Linked DNA regions of Hordeum vulgare: all the other regions are linked to region 2. A link is a contact called in public Hi-C data. All regions are on one chromosome and are shown on one strand. Each heading gives the region's core, a stretch centred on a gene start, on an enhancer-like site or on the middle of the called end of the contact. The rest is flanking DNA. Distances are from core to core; before and after follow the strand shown.

Evidence for each region. A called contact is a pair of places that touch in the nucleus more often than the background predicts.
Region 1: a contact with region 2 is called in a Hi-C map of leaf, with 8 times the contacts expected there. The contact joins two enhancer-like sites. A contact is called at or near these places in 2 of 6 Hi-C or Micro-C datasets (leaf and seedling).
Region 3: a contact with region 2 is called in a Hi-C map of leaf, with 1.9 times the contacts expected there. The contact joins two enhancer-like sites. A contact is called at or near these places in 2 of 6 Hi-C or Micro-C datasets (leaf and seedling).

What each region holds. Positions count from the first base shown.
Region 1 is chr5H:286,263,502-286,268,082 of MorexV3_pseudomolecules_assembly, reverse strand. No RefSeq gene overlaps it. Among protein-coding and RNA genes, the nearest start is that of LOC123395658, 220 kb to the left of the region's middle. Within about 2 kb of position 2,237, at least 3 of the 3 cell types and tissues checked have open chromatin away from gene starts, as enhancers often do. A contact at or near this core is called in leaf and seedling, where this site is marked.
Region 2 is chr5H:286,515,730-286,519,952 of MorexV3_pseudomolecules_assembly, reverse strand. No RefSeq gene overlaps it. Among protein-coding and RNA genes, the nearest start is that of LOC123395658, 37 kb to the right of the region's middle. Within about 2 kb of position 2,167, at least 3 of the 3 cell types and tissues checked have open chromatin away from gene starts, as enhancers often do. A contact at or near this core is called in leaf and seedling, where this site is marked.
Region 3 is chr5H:286,679,992-286,684,288 of MorexV3_pseudomolecules_assembly, reverse strand. No RefSeq gene overlaps it. Among protein-coding and RNA genes, the nearest start is that of LOC123395658, 200 kb to the right of the region's middle. Within about 2 kb of position 1,833, at least 2 of the 3 cell types and tissues checked have open chromatin away from gene starts, as enhancers often do. A contact at or near this core is called in leaf, where this site is marked.

The DNA.
Region 1 (4,581 bases), core at 988-3,487, 250 kb after region 2:
TACTAGCAAGTGTAACGACATGGAGAACTCACAAAGCACCCTCAGGAAGCAGACGCCAAAAGTCAAGCCCCGCAAGGCTCCGCCTGATCCGGCAGCAAGAGAGCGCCCTGGCCAGCATGGTCCGGCTCAACGAACAGATCCTCTGCTTGCACAAATAGCACCGTGGCGGCCTTGCCATGATGGGGGGCGAGCGGTTTGTCGAATAGCATGAGATACTTAGTCAACGCATGTTCTGAGAGTCACTCTTCCGGCTGAATAACTCCCATCTTGCACACCAGCACAGTCTCGCCCGCTCCACCGACCCAAGACGCGCCCACATCCGATCTTGCACATGCGCTCACTTTGCCTAGGAGCAAAACCAGGTGGCAGTTCACGCTTCTTCCTCACCAGCACTGACTTGACTCGCCTCTGACCCAGGATGGAGGTAGGAGCTGGCAACTCCAAGCCCCCGAGTAGCGAGTCCGTAGCCGAGAGTGGGAGTTGCGGACCGGTAGGAGGGAGCAGCTGATGCGGAAGGAGCGACTAGGCGATCGGAGTGCGAGGAGGAGATCACGTTGGGCTCACGGCCGCGGTCGATCCTCTCTCGAAGCCGAGGGGTGCCTCGGGGTACCGCCTAGCAGACGGCGACCCGGGGGTCCTCTCCCGTCTGGATGGAACAAGGGAAGCACGACACCCACCGCGACCCAAGGGGAAGCGATGGTGTTCCTAGAACCAGCGGTTCACCCGATGAGCGCCCCGGGCTCATGAACAACCGCCTAGGCGTGGGCCGCACCAATAGCAAGGTCAAGCCCCCAGCAGGGGTCGAGCCACCGGCACAGAGCCCACGACCGTCTCCGACACCGACCATGCCAGCGCAGGAGTGATCATTGTGGCGGAGGCCCCGACCGTGGCGCCCGACCTCTTCACCGAGGCCAAAGCCGGCCCACGAGGGCACGCCGGAGTCAGCGCACGAGAGACCACCGCGCCGGAGGTCGTGCCCGTGGCGCCCGACCTGGCCGCCGAGCCCGGTCCCTGGAGGAACGGAGACGCAATCCCACTAGCAGGAGGAAGAGGCCGTTCAACCTCTGCCCACCTCCCCACTCACCGGCGATCCCGGGGCCGTCCGGTCTACCGAAATGTTGACCACCAGAGCACGGTCAGCTGCCGCGTCCAGTGTCATCGATTCGCCCCGGTACCAGCTCCTAGAGTAGTCGTGGCGTCGAGTCAGGTCTTCATCGTCGTCGGGCTCGAAGTCCAGGCGGAGCTTCATGAAAGGCACCTTCTTATCCACCACATCCAGCACACGGATGGTGAGGTGATGGATGAGGGTGCGCCGGTCAGTCGGAGGCGTCGGGGCATCTGGCGTGAAAGGAAGGTCTTCGTCCACGGAGTTTGGCCTCCATGTCGGCTCTCGCACCTTCAGATCGTACAGCTTGAAGACGCCGGAGGGATTACGCAGCCACGCGGTCACATCGAGCTGCCAGCGGTCATCTGATAGGAGGATTTCCACCAGTTGCCTCCCAAGATTGTTTAGAAGCTGCCCGACCGCGTCACACTCGAGGCCAGCGCGCTCATATGCCATGGAACCTCACGGCTCGCCACCACAGCGGAACCGGCCCAAGCGGGCAAAAACACGATCGCAGATCTCCGTGGACGCGAAGATGATGAAGAAGTCCGTCGGATGCGTCACCTCCACGCGGACCTGGCTTCTGTCCACCCCACACTGCGCGGGCACAGCTCGAACCAAGACCTCAGACGACACCACAGACCACCTCCCCCACACCGTGGCCAGCATGGCGCGGCCATGGAAATCGGTTGTTTTTGTTGGACACGTGCTTGATTTTACACTACCTGCTAAAGCGGCACGCTGGCGTGTGGCAGCCTTTGGTGAAGCAAGTGACTGATCACGCGTAAAAACGGCTGTTGCCTTGGTGTTGGAGATCCTCTTAGGACAGCAGTTTCCTTTTGTGGTCGGAGCACGTGCATCGGCAGTGTAAACGCACAGCGTATTGTCTGCACTGCCGCTGCACTCCTTGATTTTGATATGGAACACACTCAGGATAATGATTGTCCAGCAGTCGAAGAAAGCACATCATTTGGTCCTAAGCGGCTACGTGACGTATCAACAAGATGAAGATGATGATCTAGTACTACTAGTACGACAAAGACGATATTCTATTCTATAGACATACATGCACAGTCACCCCTTCTCAGTGGGCAGCGCTCGCGGGAACGCGGCTGGGACAGCGAGTACATGTCCGCGTGCCGGCGCCCTTTTAGCGGCGCCGCTAGCTGCGTATGCACGCGCGGCCGCTAGTCGACCAGGTGAGGTGAGGCCAAACCCCGCGGGGTTCGCGTGGCCGGTCGGTCTCGCCAGACGGGCAAGCGCGTCCTGATCCTCATCCCAGGATGGCGACCCGTCTGTTCGGCGGTGCCACGTACTGACTTATGGGTTAGAAGAGAAGCATCCACGGCTCGACTCCAACGCTCGGTGAATACTAGTTCAGCAGAATCCGAAAACAAAAACTGAATCGCTTTACTAACCGCGCTCACAATGAGACGCCGATTTCTATTTTGCATTACAGGTCGACAATGAAATGACTCGAAGCTCACACGTTAAATATTCGTTTTTTATGTCTGGACGTGATTCACGAACGCCATATAAAAGAAACCCATATCCAATGTTATTTGGGACCCGTATAGCTCTCCAGTTTGATTTCATTCTGAACTGTCTATTATAACAAAGTTTTTTTTCTAAAACTAATGATGAAGGGTCGACGACAGCAACACGCTTTCGGTTTGCTTTAGTAACTATAGTCGTCGCTAGATGGTCTATCGACATAGATATAAACTTTATTTCTAGTATTCTATGTACTGCATTCTTAGTTGATGAATTGATCAAAAAAAATCTTGTAAAAAAAACGTCCAAACCACTTCACGGATAGATAAAGATCCTAATTGATGACAAATTTGGTAAAAGTGATGCGGACAACAACTATTGAACCTTTGCAGATCTCCTTTGAAGATGCCCTAAATTCTTTTTACCTTTAAGCATATTCACAGCTTCTAAATTACATGCACATCATAAAATAATTTATGATTGGATAGTTAGAAAGACAATGGTATCTCATGTTGTAAGTGTTCAAGTCTTTGATATGACATTGGTGCTCACATTTTTTTCAATTTATTTATTTCTTTTGACGATGTGTGTTTAATGAAAGAAAAACATTCTTGTTGATTATGAATGTGTATGTGACGACTTCGTTAATCTTAAGATATTATTGTTAAAAATATGCCCTAGCGGTAATAATAAATTAGTTATTATTATATTTTCTTGTTCATAATAATCATTTATTATCCATGCTAGAATTGTATTGATTGGGAACTCAAATACATGTGCGGATACATAGAGAACACACTGTCCCTAGTGAGCCTCTAGTTGAGTAGTTCGTTGATCAAAGATGGTCAAGGTTTCGTGGCCATAGACAAGTGTTGTCACTTGATAACGGCATCACATCATTGGAAGAATGATGTGGTGGACAAGACCCAAACTATAAACGTAGTATATGACCGTGTCAGTTTATTGCTACTATTTTCTGCATATCAATGTATTTGTTCCTATGACCATGAGATCATGCAACTTCCGGACACCGGAGGAATACCTTGTGTGTTATCAAACGTCGCAACGTAACTGAGTGACTATAAAGGTGCTCCACAGGTATCTCCAAAGGTGTTTGTTGGGTTGGCATGGATCAAGACTAGGATTTGTCACTCCGTGTGACAGAGAGGTATCTCGGGGCCCACTCGATAATACAACATCACAATAAGCCTTGCAAGCAACGTGACTAATGAGTTAGTTACCGGATCTTGTATTATGGAACGAGTAAAGAGACTTGCCGGTAACACGATTGAACTAGGTAAAGAGATACCGACGATCGAATCTCACGCAAGTAACATACCGAAGGACAAAGGGAATAGTATACGGGATTATATGAATTCTTGACATAGAGATTCAATCGATAGAGATCTTCGTAGAATATGTAGGAACCAATATGGACATCCAGGTCCCGTTGTTGGTTATTGACCAGAGAGTGTCTCAGGTCATGTCTGCATAGTTCTCAAACCCGCACGGTCTGCACACTTAAGGTTCGGTGACATTTTGGTATAGTTGAGTTATACGTGTTGGTGACCGAAGTTTTCTTCGGAGTCCCGGACGTCATGAGGAGTTCCGGAATGGTCCGGAAATGAAGATTGATATATAGGAAGTTGGTGTTTGGATTCCGGAAGGTTTTCGGGCATTATCGGCAGTGTACCGGAAGTGGCGAATGGGTTCCGGAGGCCCACTGGGTGGGCCCACTACGCCCCAAGAGGTCCAGATGGGTTTATTGGATACGCAATAAGGCATAATGGGCTGACAAAGTCATCCAAGGAAATCCCATGAGGAAAAAGTGTAAAATCCAAAAGAGGTGGGAAAATAAGGAAGGAGTCCTAATCCAAGTGGGATTGGAGGAGGACTCCTGCCTTCCCCGCTTCGGCCAACCCAAGGAGGCCTTCCTTGGCGCGCCAAGGCTGCCTCTCCCCTCCTCCTATAAATACTAGAGG
Region 2 (4,223 bases), core at 918-3,417:
ACGGGCCCAGCGGTAGTACCGCTGGAGTGCCAGCGGTAGTACCGCTGGAGCTCGGGCAGAAAGTGGGGGTAACGGTCTGATTCCTTCCCCCACTATATAAAGGGGGTCTTCTTCCCCCTTGGTCTCATCCATCCGTTGAGCTCTTGTTCTACCTCCATTGTTGACATTCTTAGAGCTTGCTTACTCTCAATCCCTCCAATGGTTCTTGCTTGTTCTTAACGGAGAAGAGAGAGGAGATCTAGATCCACATCTCCACCAATCACTTTCTCCTCTATGTGAGGGGAACCCCTTGGACCTTGATCTTGGAGTTCTTTGTGAGCTCCTTGTTCTTCCTCTCATATTTCTCCATAGCTTTTGTTGTTGTGGAGGGATTTGAGTGTGAGGGACTTGACCACTTCGTGTGTTCTTGCCATTGCATTAGCTGCATCGGTTTGAGTTCTCCACGGTGATACGTGGAAGTGAGAAGTTGAGAAGCTTACTACCTTTGGTACTTAGTACCCTTGATATTGTTCTTCGTGGATGCTTTGGCGTCCTAGAAGCTTGGTGGTGTCTCGGAGCTCAATCATTGTGGTGTGAAGATCCGGGAAGCGTCGGGGTCTCCAATTAGGTTGTGGAGATTGCCCCAAGCAATTTGTACGGGTACCGGTAACCGCCCCCAAGGGTTGCCACGTGTACGGGTTCGGTGACCGCCCCCAAGGGTTGCCATTTGTACGGGTTCGGTGACCGCCCTCAAGGGTCCCTTAGTGGAATCACGGCATCTTGCATTGTGCGAGGGCGTGAGGAGATTACGGTGGCCTTAGTGGCATCTTGGGGAGCATTGTGCCTCCACACCGCTCTAACGGAGATTAGCATCCGCAAGGGTGTGAACTTCGGGATACATCATCGTCTCTCGTGCCTCGGTTATCTCTTACCCGAACCCTTTACTTATGCACGTTACTTTGTGATAGACATATTGTTTATTGTAATATATCTTGCTATCACTTAGTTGTTTATCTTGCTTAGCATAAGTTGTTGGTGCACATAGGTGAGCCTAGTTGTTTGTAGGTTTTGTACTTGACATATTAAACATTAGTTTTATTCCGCATTTGTTCAAGCCTAAACCTTAACTATTTTAAAGCGCCTATTCACCCCCCACCCCCCTCTAGGCGACATCCACGTCCTTTTCACTCTCAATCTCTAACATTGCTTCTTCTCCCCCAACATAGTCCAATTTGGACCAATGTGGATGAACTCCCCTCCAATATGAAATCGGACATTCAAAATCTCAGCCGGGTCCATGATTAAAATGAAATAAATACACAATGCGGTCAAAATCAAGCATATGAAGCTATTCCTCTTCACAAAAATCAAACCTTTTGTGCCACCAATATCGTCCCCAAATTTGCAGCTCAAAACCCTAACCCTAATGCGGCAACAACCAAGAAGCACTAATAGCAGGGGAGGAGATCATCGAGATCATTGCCTTCTTCTTGGACGCGTCCTCAAGTCGTCACAATCGTCGTTGCGTCGTCGATCAACCGTCAGTCGCCATTGCCGTCGCAAGAGGAGGAGGGATGCTAGGGGACGCGGAGAGAACGAAGCGAAATGACAGGGCCAAACTGGGCCGACCCACTCTTATCGACCTAGTTGCGCGCGAAAACGACCCATACGAGCCATCCCTTTGCCACGTCAGCAATCCCCATTTGAAAATCGACATCAGGGTTTAATTTGGACTGAAATTTAAAAATTCACGGTACAAATGATAGGGATTTTGACTTTACGATTCGATTTACCGAAGGATTAGGAGTTCAAGGTTTAAAATGAACTTTTCTACACGGCCGTGTGCATGCATGGCAAAACCCGTGCTTGGACCGGGGAGCCTGAGTAGAGTAGCTCACTTGTGTGCCGTGCATGAAGTACGAAGTAGTCGTTTCCTCATCCCACGGTCAAATGGTCGAGTAGACGACGCAACAGTAAGTCAGTAAGCAACGTAAAACGTATGGTTCCCAAGGGTCCACGGTGGGCGATCACTCGGTGGATCTGATGGATGCATGTCACTGCTAATTCCGTGCTGCCGGTGTGTGGCGGCAAATATAGGATCTACGCCGAGATAACGTGACGCACCAGTGCATGCCTGGGGTGCCTATCGATGAGACGAGCGAGCGATGGAGTGTTGACTTGTAGGAATAGAACGTGCGGCACCGGCATCGATGGGAATGGGCTTGACGGGGGGCATCAAGGTCAGGACCACCGGCAGCGCCGCGGGCGAGACAAGGAAACTTGTTTCGTTTTGAGCCACACGGACTAGCAGAGGAAAAAGGAGAACTTCCGCTTTCTTTTTCGTGTACCAAGAAACATGTCCGTACGATTAAAACAGAAAAATAATAATTCCTTGCCCCTAGCCCAATAAACATGGTTCGAGATCCATCTTCTCAGTTGTCAAGATTTTTGAGGATCTTTTCTATTTTCACGGATGGACGTATACAAATTCATATGTTGGGCATGCATGGACTTATAACTTTCTCCGTGGGTACCTCGGTGGATACCAATCTAACATGTGGGACCTACATGGCAATGACGCATCTCATATAATCTGTGTTAGTTTTGTATCGACCATTATTTATCACTAGCAAAAGGATCCGTACGTTGCAACGGGAAAAAAATAATATACACTCTTAATTTATAAAAAGTGGTTTATAATTTAAGTATTTGTAGCTACGACTCAAAGAAAGATAATTTTAACCTACGAAAATGCAGTTTAAGATTCCACAGGTTTTCTATTTAAATACGGCTTGTATGTAGATTTATTACGTACAAAGAAACGGTCAAGTGATCTTTAATTTTGTGTCTAATCCTGATTTTGCTGAGACGTTCATCCAGAATCCAAATCAGTACCGGTATGAAAGAAAAACGAGTAATGCATTATTGATTAAGATTGCATCCTAGATAAAAAATTTCAAAATGTTAAGAGATAAAATAACATCATATTCAGATTCTACATATTTTTCTAATCAAAATCCATATATAACATGTTAAATTTAGAGTTACGGTTTAGAAGATATGAGTATTTAAAAAAAATGTATTGCGGGTTTAACGTCAGAAACATGAGAAGTTTTTTCATAAAATAGCATAACAGACTAAGAATATTTATTTCCTTTATTAGTAGGTATAGATATTATGACGTATCATTTGTAGTTGCGAGATACAAGCATAACTGTTAATTTGTATTGTCTATCATGTTATGTGTCCTTTTATCATTATAGTTGTTGTTGACATGAAATATTTTTATGGTTGTTGTTTCTATTGTTACATGAGTAACATCACAAGAACAAAGCAAAAAAAAATCAAAAGAAGATATATGTGGTAAATGAGTTGAATGGAATTTAGACGAATCGATGATGCTATCTTAAAGTGTGACATGCAAGTTACTATTGCTCCAATGCCTATGTCATATGACAATTCAACTTATTAAACATAGAGCCAATAAATGATAGATAAGGATATATAAATCAAGTGATTTTACTTCACAAAAATATATTGAGAGTTGTTCTATAACATTTAAATTATATTTGGAAGGTACAATACAAAAAATCCTGTATTTTTAAATCAAAAATAATTATTTGTAGTTAGAATCGAAATGTTAACCTAGAAGAAGTTTACATTTTTGAGAAGTAAAAATAGGAAGCAAAATTTTCTGTAAGTTTACATTTTTTGAGAAGTAAAAAATAGGAAGCAATTTTTTCTGTAATTATTTTATTTGCACTTGGAGAAATTTTGGAATCGATTTGAAAACAAAAAGGAGCATCTGTTGGGCAGGCAGCTTAGCCAACTCTCATTCAAACTGGTACCGTGTTGTCAGTCACATTTTGTAGTTGTTTCTTCTCACCTTGCTTGCCCTCGCTCCCTCCCAGTTCGTTTCCTACATGCTTTGGTGACTTTCTTTGGGGTTATTTTTCCTGTGTCTCTCTGATGGCTTGGCTTGTTGCTTGTAACTGGCCGACGTATATAAGTCGATAGGTTTTGATGTAATTAAACAAGGTGGTACTATTAATAAAAAGCAAACCAGAATTTATAGAAGCCCATTCACGACACACACAAAAAATTCTGACCTAGGCATTGCAGTACTACATATATGAACAAATTTGGAAAAAAATCTAAATTATGCATACAAAGCAGCTAGCTCAGTTGGTTGTCCAAACATGAAACTGCCACACCAGAGAGGTCGTTCGTTCGATTCCCATTCC
Region 3 (4,297 bases), core at 584-3,083, 160 kb before region 2:
CTTGTGCGTGGGAAGAATTATGGGTACTCGACGTCGCGGTATCAGCCGAAGCTCTTCAAACGTTAGCGATGTAGTGACGCGCGCCCGAGTGGTCCCGAGATGCATCGCTCTTGTATTAAGGGGTGCTAGGACTGACGTCGGCCGGCCTCGCATCGTGCAGGAGCGCGGAGGGGAAGTGGGGCCATGAACCCTCTGTGCTTAGGAGTTAGACCGGTGGGCTGGCCTCTCTGCTGAGCTTAGGTGGGGCTGCGACGTGTCGATATTCCGAGGCCGGGTAGGACCCAGAAAAGTGTGTCCGGCCAGAGTGTTATCGAGCACGTCGGGGAATATGTTGTGCACCCCTGCATGGAAGAACTTATCTATTCGAATAACCGTGTCCACGGTTACAGGACGACTTGGAGTTGTGCCCTGATCTTATACAACTACAATTTTACTTAACTAGATTTAGTTGCCTCGGGATTGCTTCCTCGCAGGGAGTCGAGGGAGGATCTCTGGGCGTGACCTCACTTTAATACTCCTCCAACAATATGACTATTAATGTGTTACACCTGTTCTACTCTCGTCTATTGCTGCAAGACCCTGAAGATGCTAGTCTTCGATAGGACTAGGCATTCTCTCTCTATTCTCGCATTGCTGCAGTCGGTCCACATATAACCACCCTGTTTTTAATACTGATGCATACCTAGAATAGTTCTGATGTAAGACTTGCGAGTATTTTGGATGAGTACTCACCGTTGCTTTGCTCCCCTTTCCCCTCTTGATCCATTGCTGCGACGAGATAATGGAGCCCAGGAGATGGAGGTTCCCGCCGACGACGACTACTACATCGACGGTGCCTACTACTACGTGGAGGCCGCTGAAGACCAGGAGTAGTTAGGAGGTTCCCAGGCAAGAGGCCTCGCCTCGTTCGATCGTTGTATATTTTGTGTTAGCCTTCTCTAAGGCACCCCATATTTTATGCGTGTACTCAGATATTGTTGCTTCCGCTGACTTGTGTGTTTATTGAGCTTACGTATTTTAGCCCTCGAGGCCCCTGGCTTGTAATATGAAGCTGATATTGTTTTATTTGTATTTAGAGTTGTGTTGTGATATCTTCCCGTGAGTCTTTGAGTTTGATCGTATGCATTGCGTGTATGATTAGCATACGATTAAATCGAGGACGTCACAGGAGTGGCAACAAGGAAGAAATGCACCGTTCTACTCGACGGAGGACAAAGTGGGTATAAATAGGACTTTTCTAGAAAAAGAAATAAAATTATGCTCCCTTAATCCGTATTGGGGATCTGTTAGGTACCAATTAATGAAATAAAAAGTTAAATATAAGCTAAATATACTCTGTTATAGAGGACCGGTTCGAAATGCCCTATGGGTATTAGTAATGACATAACAAATATGTCAACGTTACCGTTATTTAAAAAAAAAATGACATTGGTAAAAAATGACGCGTTACCAATTAAATTTATGATTAGCTTTTATAAGTGCACCTACAGTCAGTCTTAGTGAGAGCGTGTAGATTCTCTAAAACCATCAACGCGTGAGGGAGCGTGTGACAGTTGTCACATCATAACAGCTTAACAATGATGTGTGTTGGCCGACTAACAACGTCGGCACCGGACCACGTATTCTATACCCTGTATATCCGGCGACGTGGATTTGTGATACCAGGCCACGCACGCCGTCACGTATTGCTTTTCTCTTGCGTCCCTGCCTGCACGGATAAATGTGACAAATCAATCTGAGATTGACATGAAGAACCAAGACGCGTGAGATCCGTGTTACGAGCTGACGCATGCTGAGCTCTGCCCATCAGGGTGACCGTGACCCATGCCATGAATCCCATCGCCGTCGCCGCGCCCGGGCAGAAGGCGCCAGGAATCTGTCTCGACGCAGACATGGCCAAGACCGGGTTTGAGTTTTGTTTCTGGACTTGGGAGGTATTCTGATGTGATACTTTGAGCAGTCTAACTGACCACTTTTGCGGCCTGCGGTGAATTCATTCCAGCACGAGTAAAATATGCGGGTCTCCTGCTACCAGTTTTTCTTTTTCTTTTGAGAAAGTCCTGGTACCAGCTTTCCGAAGCAAACTGAAGTTGTAGCCCGTACGTACCTTTTTTTTTGAAATCAATGCATTGCATTAAACAGTGCGTGAAGCCAAATCACTTGCCGCCGAAAGAGCTACACACGAACCATATTTGTCAGACGTTCAGTCAGGCACACCGATAATTAGGTTTCCTTCACATCCAAAGCATGTGCTATTTAATTACATAATGACAGCGCTAGGGATCAGACTACTGATCCCTTGCCTCTCATCGACTAGTTTGAGACCATTGGAATAGAAGCATGTTAGCCGTTCTATCTGCTAGCATGGACCACACATGGTTTGTTAGATTGGTTCGTTAATTGATTGTTTCGTGTATCTGTTTTAGCTGAACACGCTCGGTACCCTCGCTGACTTTCTTTGCTTCCGTAACTGCTTTCTAGTACGTAAAATATTGATTCTACTTGGTCACTAATTAAAATTGCTTCGCATAAATCACATTAGATATTGCCCATAAAAAAACCATGCGGGTATCTTTATTTTTAGATTCTATTTCTGACAAGTTATGATTTTTTTTTGAAACGGAGGCAAAATATTTGCCTCATCGAATTAATTAAGAAGAGAGCAGTACAGATTTATGGTTACATGGCCACTCAGGCCAAAATAGGAAACAGGTTAAATGCCTCCGGGAAAATGTTTCCAAGAGACTTAGCTCCAGCTTTTATCCATAATTGTGCCTCGACCTTAATAGAAGCAACAACATGGGCAGGCAAGGATGCCTTGTTTTGAAATACCCTGGCATTCCTCTCGTTCCAAATTACCGAGCATATTAGCATCTTCAGATATTTTAAGGCCTTTTTGCATGTGCTGGTGGCTAGGCCATCAGCATCCTAGCACTTCTGGACAGACGGGAGATCTGCCCATGAGTTGGTCTGTGAAGGAATCCCCAGCCAGTCATTGATTGAGTTCCAAATCCTGACCGAGTAGCGGCATTTAAAAAAGAGATGGGTAGCAGTTTCCGGTTCTATTTTGCAAAGCTGACAGAGGCCACAATTTGGCCATCCTCTACGGGCTAGTCTATTCGCTGTCCACACTCTGTCTTGAAGGATGAGCCATGAGAATAATTTAATTTTAGGCGGCGCCCAAATCTTCCATACCATCCTAGGCATGTCTGATTTAATTAACCCCGCAAATTGCATCCTGTAAGCTGTGGCGGCGGAATAGCATCCATCCGCCGTGAATTTCCATCGAATGGCGTCGTCCACGTTCGTCTGTAATTGGACCTCCTGGACCTTGCTCCATAGCTCCACAAATTGTTGTATTTGGACAACAGACATCCCTCCCTGTATGTCGACGCAGCCAATCCAATCATTGTTTGCCAATGTGTGTGCCACGCATGCCTTCTTGCGCTTGGAGAGGGCGAAAATGTCCGGTGCCACATCTTTTGGTTTCTGCCCTTGCAACCAAGGAGCAAACCAGAAGCTGGCCTTCTTGCCATCTCCTATGGTCACCGTCGTCGCGGAGTAGAACAAATCCATGTCGTCGGCATCGCAAGGAATGTCGAAATCAACCCAAGCCCTTTGGGGGTCCACCCACTGGGACCATAACCATCGTAGTCTGAGAGCTTTGGAAAACTTATCAAGATTGAGAATCCCGAGACCTCCCAAGTTCAGTGGTTTGCACACCAGCTTCCAGTTGACCTTGCATTGTCCTCCAGACACCGTGCTGGTGCCTGCCCACAGGAAGGCTCGCTAAATCTTGGTGATGTCCATAAAGGTCCCGGCTGGAATGTTGAGCGCTGTGATGAAGTATAGGGCCAGGGACGATAGCACGGATTTAACCAGGGTGGATCGTCCAGCGATGTTAATGTTCCTGCATTGCCAAGGAGGGACTTTCCCTACCACCTTGTCCACCAGGAATTGACAGTCCGACTTCTTTAGATTATGTGTGGAAAGAGGGAGGCCCAGGTAACGCAATGGGAATCTAGTTCTGGTGGCAGGGAAACTTTGGAGGATGTCCTCCAGATTAACGTGCGCGCAATGAATGGGTGCAACAATACTCTTGCTGGGATTGGCCATGAGGCCGGCAACCTCCCCAAAGCTGGTCAGGATTGTCGCTAGGTTCTGGATGTCCTCCTTGATAGGAGCAATGAATATGGCCGCGTCATCAGCGTAGAGGGAAGTGCGCATTGCTGCAGCCCGTCCACGGAGGCGGTGAAGAAGGCCAATCTCCGTGGCCTTATCCAGCAGCTGCTGTAAG